Regions from separate parts of the Columba livia genome. Here region 2 is linked to region 1. Evidence: chromatin contacts called from public Hi-C data. All regions are on one chromosome and are shown on one strand. Each heading gives the region's core, a stretch centred on a gene start, on an enhancer-like site or on the middle of the called end of the contact. The rest is flanking DNA. Distances are from core to core; before and after follow the strand shown. Region 1 overlaps LOC110365678. Region 2 has its middle 15 kb from the start of TRNAI-UAU.

The links. Hi-C and Micro-C count contacts between places; a contact is called where the count stands out from the background.
Region 2: a Hi-C map of liver shows a contact between it and region 1, with 4 times the contacts expected there. The contact joins two enhancer-like sites. A contact is called at or near these places in 2 of 2 Hi-C or Micro-C datasets (crop and liver).

The regions. Positions count from the first base shown.
Region 1 is chr3:94,317,556-94,322,755 of bColLiv1.pat.W.v2, reverse strand. The region is part of intron 3 of LOC110365678; the gene reads left to right. It overlaps LOC135579116 (a long non-coding RNA gene), which reads right to left. Exons shown (of 4, transcript XR_010471593.1): 4 at 2,828-5,200. Among named protein-coding and RNA genes, the nearest start is that of TRNAI-UAU, 280 kb to the left of the region's middle. Within about 2 kb of position 3,240, at least 2 of the 3 cell types and tissues checked have an H3K27ac peak away from gene starts, as active enhancers do.
Region 2 is chr3:94,586,284-94,591,278 of bColLiv1.pat.W.v2, reverse strand. No RefSeq gene overlaps it. Among named protein-coding and RNA genes, the nearest start is that of TRNAI-UAU, 15 kb to the left of the region's middle. Within about 2 kb of position 1,343, at least 2 of the 3 cell types and tissues checked have an H3K27ac peak away from gene starts, as active enhancers do.

The DNA.
Region 1 (5,200 bases), core at 1,991-4,490:
TTGCTGAGGAGTCCTAGGGAAGGCATCCTCGCTGGAGAGTTTTAAATGATATTTCTTCTTAGGCAGTTACATGTATTAGACTGAATTTTCATGAGGTCAAGGTGGGGAATGTGACAGAACACAATGTTTCACAACAATAATCAACATTTTCTAGAGTTTTCAAAAGCTGAAAATACTATTTTTTTTTTATTTGACACATTTTCAGCTATTGTTTTTGTGTTTCCTTGCCTTTTTGTTTTTCTATTTGTATTTTTCCCCCCCTGTAGTTAACAACTAGTTGCGGGGCTATGTGTATATGTATGCAAGTTTTATATATAGAAAAATCTAACATTGACAGTCTTGCTGTAGTCTCCATGGGTTCTAAGAACAGAAGGTAGACAGCAGCTTTGCTGAAGTTGCTTAAATTTATAGTAAGATCGTATGGGTTCAGTATATAGGTGAGAGACAGATTTTAACACCACATGCAGCCAACTCTGCTATGAAGTACAGCGCAAACATCTTTTTTTACACTGGGAAATCTTTATTTTTTTCCCTGTGTACACATGGATGTGTAAACTCTGCATGTGCTTCCTTTTGATTCTGTTTCTTCTCTTCCTCACTTGTTGAATGTCTTCATGCAGTGAGGACAGGCAAGATCCAGATTCCTGGATGTGATTAAAAGGTCCCATCCTCTTGCAGTTATTGTTATTTCACTTCTCAGAATCGCAGGGGAGAGCAAGTCTTAAAATGTTCAGAGCCTTTTCTTTTGTATAAGTATTCAGCAATATTTATCTGAATGATCTGATACAAAAATGTATTGGAAAGGAAAATTTCTTTGGCATATGCTTCCTCATTAGAGTTACACTCAAAACAGAAATATTTTGTGTTTTACTTTGAGAGTTTGTTGTTTCTACATCCATCACGAGTGGAAATTGGAAAAAATATGTATGAAAATATATAGGCTATTACTTGTGCTGTCTAGTGACTGAACTGAAATAGTTCCGGTGGCATATGGACTAAAATGAACATAGCACCCAAAATGGTTCAGGGAATTAGAACATTTTTTTTTTCAGTTGCAGATGGCATGAGAAGAATCCCTTGGTAATTATTGCTTTGGAGAAGCCTAGGAGGTTCCGCCTGAATATGAAGAGAAACTTCTTTCCTTTGAGGGTGACAGAGCACTGAAGAGGCTCTTTAGAAAGGTTGTGGAGTCTCCTTCTCTGGAGACATTCAAGACCCGCCTGGACACGTTCCTGTGCAATCTACTTTAGGTGAACCTGCTTCAGCAGGTGTGTTGGACTAGATGATCTCCAAAGGTCCCTTCCAACCCCAGCCTTTCTATGATTCTGCAAACTGGAGGGGCTCAGAACTGATTCCCACACCCCGAGGACTGTATGTCTTTTTACATCATATTTAATGTACTTTGAGACAACAAAACAGAATCTCCCCCTCTGCTGACACCAACTCTGTGCTGTGTCTGTAGCTCACCAGAGTGCTGGAGCTCTGAGGACATCCATTTGGCACAATCCTTAACTCCAAAATTCCTCGAGAGATGTAATTTTTTTTTTGTGTTGCCAGTTCATTTCACACAGACAATATCACCAACCACAGCCATGAGTCTTTTGACACAAGATGGGTTTCCCAATGGGCTCTTGTCAGTGGTGTTCCTTGGTGGGTCAAAGGGTTCATTAGCGAGGAGCTTAGCCTCTCTTCCAGCGAGCTGAGGGCTGGTTTAGTCTTCTTCACCTTGTTGATTTAACAGTGCATTAATTTGCTGGTCCTGAGTGGGGAAGATTATAAAACTTTATATCCCCAAATATGACATTCTTTCAAACTTAAAATCTTTGTAACAGCCACTAACATATTGAGTTGTTTTAAAATCTTGCTGTAGGAGTGTTTATCTATGGAAAAATTGCTTGTGTGGGAGAAACATTTTGCTTTTCAACAGTGGCTGGGAAAATTCATTTATTTGCACCGAAGGAAACAACAGAAGAAAACTCCCTTTATTTTTCCCATTAGAAAGACTGTCTTAGAACATCAAGAAAAATAACACACTTTTTAGGAGGAGGCTGGCTTGAGCCTCATTTGAAATTATTTCCTGTGAGTTTTAAGCTGCCCTCTTTGTAAAAATGGGGTTTTTTTGGCTGTTGTTACTGAGGGGATCCAGACCCGGGGTGTGCTGAGGGTGCGGGGCTGGGATGCGGGAACCGTCGGCACCAGCTCGGTGATGCAAACCGGGTGTTTTCTGTGGTACCAGCCCCAAACCCCGGCGGGTTTTTCACACAGGCAAACGCGAGCAGTCGCAGGTGGCCGTGGTGAGAGCCTGCCACTAGATCCCTTGGCAAGAAGGTGGCGCTGGCACTCCGAGATTGGGAGTCCTTGCGGTGGGTGACTTTGCATCCACAGGAGCACCTTTCACACGACTTACACAGGCTGCATCAAGTGGAAAAACAACTTCCTTGCAGTTGTTTTAAGTTGTTGGGGTAGAGGTTTTAGAGGGTTTAGTTTGGTGGGGTTTGTTTGTTTGTTTGTTTGTTTGTTTTGTTTTGTTTTGTTTTGTTTTTTAATGTGTGTGGGCTTTTTGTGTGGTGTTTTTTGTTTGGGTGTTTGGGGATTTTTTTGTGTGTTTTTTTGTTGCGGTGTGGGTTTTTTGTGGGTTTTGTTTGTTTTTTGGTTTTAGGGGTTTTTTTGGTGTGTTTTTTTTGGTGAGTTTTGTTTGGGTTTTGTTTTTTTGAGGGTTTTTTGATTTTTTTTTAATGGGAAGTGTGTTTTCGGTTGTTTTTTGTTTTTTTGTTTGTTTTTTAGTTTTGTGGGGTTTGGGTTTTTTTGCTTGTTTTTTGTTTGTTTGTTTTTGTGTTTTGTTTTTTTTTTATTTTGGTGGGGTTTGGGTTTTTTGTATTTTCGGTTCTTTATGTGGTTTTTGTTTTTTTGTGTTTTTTGGGTTTTTTTTGTGTGTGTTTCGGGTTTTTTTGTGTTTTTGTAGGTTTTTTTGGTGTCCTTTTTTTTGTGTGTGTGTGTTTTTTGGTGGCTTTGTTTTGTTTTGGTCTATTTATTTATTTATTTGGTTGGTTGGTTTTGTTTATTTTCTACTTTCTCCAGTGACTGGCACTTGGAAATCCTGCTCCCCTGCAAACAGGGTCCTCTCTTCTCCTGTGAAGCGCAGCCTCAGCTAGCACACATGTTGCACCACCTCCATTGTATCCCAGCACAAACCAGCTTTGGAAAGCATTAGGTTCTAATAGGCCTTTTTGTAAGGAGGGTTTGTGACTCTGGGAGTGACCTCTGCAAGCAGTGGTTCCTTTTGGTGAGGTGAAGGATGTGGTGCTGTGAGCCGGGACCCCTCTCTTGGTGTCAAAACCAGGTTTTCCTGGTTTTGGTGACTTAAGTGCTCAGGATGTAACTTCGAACTCCACTCTGTTCCCAAAGTATCTTTTTCTTTTGCCCACTAGTTGTTTGTTTGTATCTGAGTCCATGTGTTAGGTATGGCTTTATAAATGTGAGATCATACAATCATGGAATAGTTTGAGTTGGAAGGGACCTTCAAAGGTCACCTAGTCCAACACCCCTGATGTTCTCCAGGCTGCCTATGAATGGGTCTTAGTGAGAGTAAATTGGATTCATTTGAACCTTGAACTTCAAGGCATTCTCTTCCAGCACCTTAATTTTGGTGTTTAACCAATCACTGTGGTGAGTACCGGCCATATACATGGCAGAACAAATGATTATTGTTATTTTCAGCATGCTATAGTTGTGTGTGCGTGGTGTATACATAAAATAGAGGCTCCCACTTACACGGTGTTCTAGGGTGCCAAGTGTTTCTCCTTCTAAGACTGCGTGCTTTGCCATATACACTGACTACAGTTTTTATGCACCATAAAGTATAGGATAAGAAAGGGTTAAGTCTCCGTTGTTGCCGGCTGTGCAAATGACCCGTGTGTACATAGCTGTATTTTTTTCTGGGCAGATCTTTTTTATATATATATAATAACTAAACTACGACATTAAAAATTCAAGTTCTTAAATCTTATGGGTTTTTTTGTTTTTTTTTAACATAGGGAGTAATTTGGTAACAAAGTACTATCCCAATGACAAATTTTTCTATATTAATTTATCTGTTAAGTCAGTGGGGGAGGGATGGGAGAGCTGGGGAATGGTGGCTGTGTATAAACTCGAGGCTGCATTTGGCAATTCACCCGAGCGCTTCCTGCCAGCACAATGGTTACCCCAGCATGCAATTTGTGCAAAACGGGTAGATGATTTTCTTCATAAGCATTAAGTACAAAGGGTACTCCATGATGCCATCTAATTGCTTAATCCCCAAGTAGTTCTTTGGGCATTTATTAAACACTAATTGCATGTGTAAATGTTCCTAATTTACAGCGTGTGAAAGTTGCAATGAATGCACACAACAGGATGTCAAAGTGACATTTCATGGAAAGATGCAGTTAAGGCAGTGTTAAGTTACTTCTAAATAGGATTAATCATTTATTAAAGTTCAAAGCTCATCAGAGCACAAGAACAAGCATATGATTTGTTATTGTTCAAAAGTAACTTGTGGAGGGGAGTCATACCTCTAAAATTTCTATGATATAACTTAGTACACTGCAGTAAATGATGAACTTAGACTTAAAAAAGCTAAGTGAGGTGAGCAATTCAGCACAAGGCAAAGAACTTGTCTTGGCAACCGTTGCACAAAGCCTGATTGGGCTGTTAATTAGTGCTTGCATTGTAATAGAGCCATGGAGTCCCAGGCACTGTACAGAGCTGTGGGGGTGGGGGGTGTCCCTGCCCTAGAGCTTGTGTTACTTCTGCTCATGAGATGTGGGAACATATCAGTCTTGCAGGGTGTAGAACATCCATAAAGGTGTCGGGACAGGTAACTGGCAGTATTTGGAAAGGAACCTGCAGCCCTGTTGCCCAGTGCTCTGCCCAGTGTTCCCACCACTGGAGTCAAAGCTTTGATCCTCTTGGATCTTGAATATGACCATAGATATATGCACAGGAACACAAATAACAGTTGGCACCTGAGCTCTCAGGAAAAGCTCCCAAGTCCTAGGTGCTCTCTGTTTGTGCTGGATTTCACAGGGAAAAGTAGATCAGGAAATCATAGGATGTAAAAAAAAAAAAAAAAGTACTTTTTGAGACATGACTGTATGCTTTAAAATCATTACTGCCTGTGAACCCTACTTTGTGCTGCACACTGCTCAGACATACAGAAGTA
Region 2 (4,995 bases), core at 94-2,593, 270 kb before region 1:
TGGTGTAGTGGCTCACATTCTTGATTTGTTTACACTGATAGAAATTGAGGTCCATATTCACTCAACTAAGCAGAGTTATTTCAGATTTGTATTGGTGAACCGAGAACAAAATATCTGTCGTCTGCTTAAAGTGTTGGATAAACTCCTTAGTCTCATTTATCTGAGAAGTGCCAATCAAACAATAGAGGACAGGGCATGAATGTCAGGCTGCTTTGTAGGTAGTGGTTGTGCAAGACAGACCATATTATGTGATATCTCTGTATGTGTACCTATATTAAAGTTACTGCAGATAATCTAGATCATAGTGAAAATGACATTGTGGTACTTTCACATGAGTTCATTTTTTTTTCTATAGTGACCTTTTGCTAGCCATACAACTTAATTTTGGCCAGTAGATGAAAAGTGTTGTCTCCTGGCAAACTGGATAGGAATTTTGGCAATTGCAGTAGGACATATCTGTCACTTGGAGGAGAGGACAACTCGTCATCCATAACTAGATGTAGGGAAATAAAAATCAATTAAAAATATGGACTCCTGAGTTTTCCAACAAGTCTACCACCCTTGATTGCAGCCCTGTGAAATGGAACACCAGCCCAGGCTGCTGGAGGGGATGGTGTCCACCCTGACACGCATCTTTCCTTTGTGCATAGCCAGAGGAACCTGCAGACTTGAATATCCTATTCCAGAATTGTCACTAAGCACGAAACATTGCTTTTGGGGCCTGCTGCTGACAGGGGGAACCTTCTGGAAGCCTATGGTGCTGCACTGTATGCAGCATATGGGAAATACAGGCTATTACCAAGTGTTGGGTGGCCATCCCATTTCCCATTAGGGGGAAGTAGAGCTACTATACTTGACTACAGCTGACCTTGCATCTATATGCACAAATGGTTGATCCAAAAATATTTGTTATTCTTCCTCAAATTGATAAGATTAAACAGGTCTGAATAGCTTTGAGTGTTCAGATGCCTGTAACTGAATCTTTGGAAAGAGTACTTAGACCATTCAGACAAACAGTTTTCAGCAGATGGCAGCATTGCACTCTGTAACTTTATTTTTCCAGCAGTGGTTTTGCAACTCTTTAGGCTGGTAGAAGGCTGCCAGCTAAAGAGTAATCCAAAGCCCCTTCTAAAATGTTCTGAAATACAGGTCTTAGTAGATTATGATAATCGGGTATTGTTTCAGGCTCAAGGCTTTCATATGGAAAATACCACTGTGCATAAAAAAACATTATACTAAAAAGCAATGCAAGTATACCTCAGTCTTTTCTGTTAACTCTTTTAGTAACTTCTTTGAGACACAGGAAGGCTGTTTGATAAAAGTGTTCTCATTTGTAAAAATATTAGCAAATCATTTAAAGATGCAAGAGTTCAAACTGGAGCCGTGTGTGTAGAGCTGTAAGTGACTTACTGCATATTTTGTCTTTAAGACTACAAAGCTCCCCCATTCCTTCTTTAGAAAAAAAAATGCTGACTTTCCTAGTCCTTTTTGTACTATACCTTTTAAACAACATGCAGCCTGATCATCAGAGCCCATAACTAGGCAGATGGCCAAGTGGATGTACTCTTTTTAAATATTATCAGCTGTTTAACAGTGTTCAAAGGTTCAGATTTAATAGTTAATTTTTGTCTATGAGAACTTAAGAATATTGCATTGTATATAACACACATGCTTGATTGTACATTCAGTCTGGTCAATTTATAGCAATTATGGCAAAATTGGAGGGGTTCTCCCTCCTTGCCCCACCTCCCCCGTGGATTCATAAGAGTTCCAGTAAGACAGTGGAAGAAATGAAAGCTGTTCCTGCTACTAAAGGAAAGGGCTGAATTCAGAGACCTTTTCAGAAGAAAACTTTCTAGTTCCAGATAGACATCTGTCTGTGATGTATCACTAGAAACATAATCTTAAACTGCTGAAGAGGCTGCTTTTTTTGTAGTTGTTTTTATTCTCTTAGTGAGAATATAGGGCTATTCTTAGGTTTGGCACAAGATGCACTTTGAGAGCACTGCATTACAACCGGCTAGCACTGATGTATATGGCAACACAAAACACAAGGCAACAATAAATGGAATCTACGTCAACCATTACAGCCATTCAGGAAGAGGTTAATAGAACCCTACTTCTCTTGCAGATTATGCCCCACAACTGTTGAGTAGAATCAAGTATATATTAAATTAGTGGTCTCTTTAAGAAGGTTTATGCACCTACTTCAGAGTTTGGCATCAGAGTGAATGAAGAAACCTTTATTCTTTCCCTCTCCTTTTTTTTTTTTTCTTTTTCCCCCTCGTGCAGGACAAAATAATAGTGTAAGTAAAACCAAAGTTCAGGCTGAATCATTTAGATTGAACTCTGGTACAATTCTGCTTTTTGTCATCTAAATGAATCACAATGAAAATTTTGAATGATTCTGGTTTTTGTGGTCAAAGTACAAGATTGCAGGTGCCAGACTGTTTTGCCAAGATGGATGAACAGTTTTTCAGTTATATGCTGTCAGGATGTGACCAGCTCAGTATTCTGGAACCCATTAAGCATATGCAAACTTCACTTGAATGGGAGACTTTCAGGAACATCAGTAGCATGGGAATTGGTATATTATTTACATCCTCAGAACATGGTCTGGTGGTCAGAGCAGTCTAAAGCATGCTTTTTTTCCCTCCCAACCTACATAAAGGCATTAGTGAACAAAAGTTGCATGTTATGTAGTAGAAATCGGTGGCAAGGGACTGTTTGGCCTACCTGGACTTCTCTTGCAACTTGACCAGAGTAATAAGAATTGGAATTAACTTCCTGTCTTCTTCAACAGTTAAGTGGAGTTGCATAAGCCTGTTTAAAACAAAACAAATTGCTTGGTTAATGTTGCAGGAGGAAGTAGTTTGAAAAAATTAGCAAACTTTATATTTTATCCTTTAAATGTGCACTGAGAGACTGGAATTCACTGTCGTCTGTGCATGTACTGTGAAAGGGTATTATTATCTTTCACCTTGGTCACATTTTAAAGCTTTGGCATGAAGATTTCAGATACTTTGAGTAGTATCATCCTTTACTTTCTGCTCTCTACAGTTAAAGACATGTTATTGTTAGTATTCTCATGCAAGGGAGCAATGTATGCTTTGTAAAAAGCAGTCACTATTGTTTCTGTTGTAACATCCCCTTCCCCTAAAGTGGGGCAGGGGGAGGAGAGAGCTCTTAACTGCCCTTCCAAAGATCTTGCAGAAAGCCAAATAAATGCCAGGAGTCTGGGGTTTTTTTTGTTCTGGAATTAAATCAGACAATCCATCTCCCACGTCTCTTTGGGTATTAAGTTTGTGAGGTAAGTCACTCTTTCTAAACAGCCTTCAGAGATCATTTCTGAGTGTTGCACACGTTATTATTTTTTTTTTTTTTAAATGAGACATACTTTTCAAAAACTAAACAATAAAACAACAAACAACAACAACAACAACAACAACAAAAATCCCAAACCAAACAGCAACCAACCAACCAACCAGCCAACCAAAGAAAACCAAAAAACCCACCCCAATCGAAGTCAGGTCTCAGAGAGGCTTGTCCTTCCAGCACTGTGGATGGTCTAGACAAGTTGTGGTCTAAACAAGTGGTCTCTGTGGTGGGTGGGGAACAGGCTTACAGGCCTCACCCAGGGGTGGTGGTAAATGGATCTTTTTCAAACTGGCAACCAGTCACAGGTGGAATCCCCCAGGGATTGATATTGGGCCCAATGCTGTTTCGTATCTTCATAAGTGATCTGGATGATGGGATCAAGTGTACCCTGATGAAGTTTGCTGATGACACCAAACTGGGTGGGGAAGTGGACACTTCAGAAGGGAGAGCCACCCTGCAGGAAGACCTGGGTAGCTTGGAAGAGTGGGCTAACAAGAAGTTATGAAGTTCAAGAAGGATAAGTCCATGGTCTTGCACCTAGGAAAGCATAATCCAGAGTGCAACACAGACCTATCTGGCTGGGGAGCAGCTCTGTGGAAAGGGATCTGGGCGTCCTGGTGGACAACAAGCTCAATGTGAGCAAACAGTGGGCTGCTGCGGCAAAGAAAGCCAGCGGTGTGCTGGGCTGCATCAACAGCGACATCACCAGCATCACCAGCAGAGACAGAGTCATTATCCCACTCTACTCAGTGTCCATCAGGCCACACCTGGAATACTGTGTTCAGTTTTGGTCCCCGCTATGCAAAAAAGATGTGGACAGGCTAGTAGAGGGTCCAGAGAAGGGCCACAAAGATGATCAAAGGACTGTGAAGCAGCCACGTGAGGAAGGGCTTAGAGAACCAGATTTGTTCAGCCTTGAGAAAAGAAGACTTAGGGGCAACCTTGTCACCATGTTCCAGTATTTAAAGGGTGGCTACAAAGAAGAAGGAGACTCCCTTTTTACAAGGAGTCACATGGAAAAGATGAGGGGCAATGGGTACAAATTCCTCCTGGGGAGGTTCTGATTGGACACAAGGAAAGTTTTTCACAATGAGAACAATCAGCCGTTAGAACAATCTCCCCAGGGAACTGGTACAATCCCCAACATTGGACGCTTTTATGATTCAGCTGGACAGGGTGCTGGGTCATCTTTTCTAGATGGTGCTTTTGCCAAGAAAGCTTGGACCAGATGACCCTTGAGGTCCCTTCCAACCTGGTGTTCTATGGTTGATAATTCTCTGCTGTGTTGGAATGAGCAATTAGGGGGAGGGCAGCCGCTTTCAGTGGCTTCCGCTGCTGGAATTTTGTCTGGAAAAATGTCTTCTACTCCGTATAGCTCTGGTTTTGCAACAGCATTTTACATCAAGAAAAGCTGCACCACTGTAATAAAAGGCTTAATGGTGTCACTTCAGTAACACTATAGAGTGTATCCTGAATTAGAGATAAAATCTTACAGATGAAAATAATCTTCTTCATCTACAATATGGATTTATCTGTGCTTTTTCAGGATTGAATGACCCAATTGATTCTGGTCTGCCTGAATGACCATGTTTTCATATGTTAATGAAATACTGGATT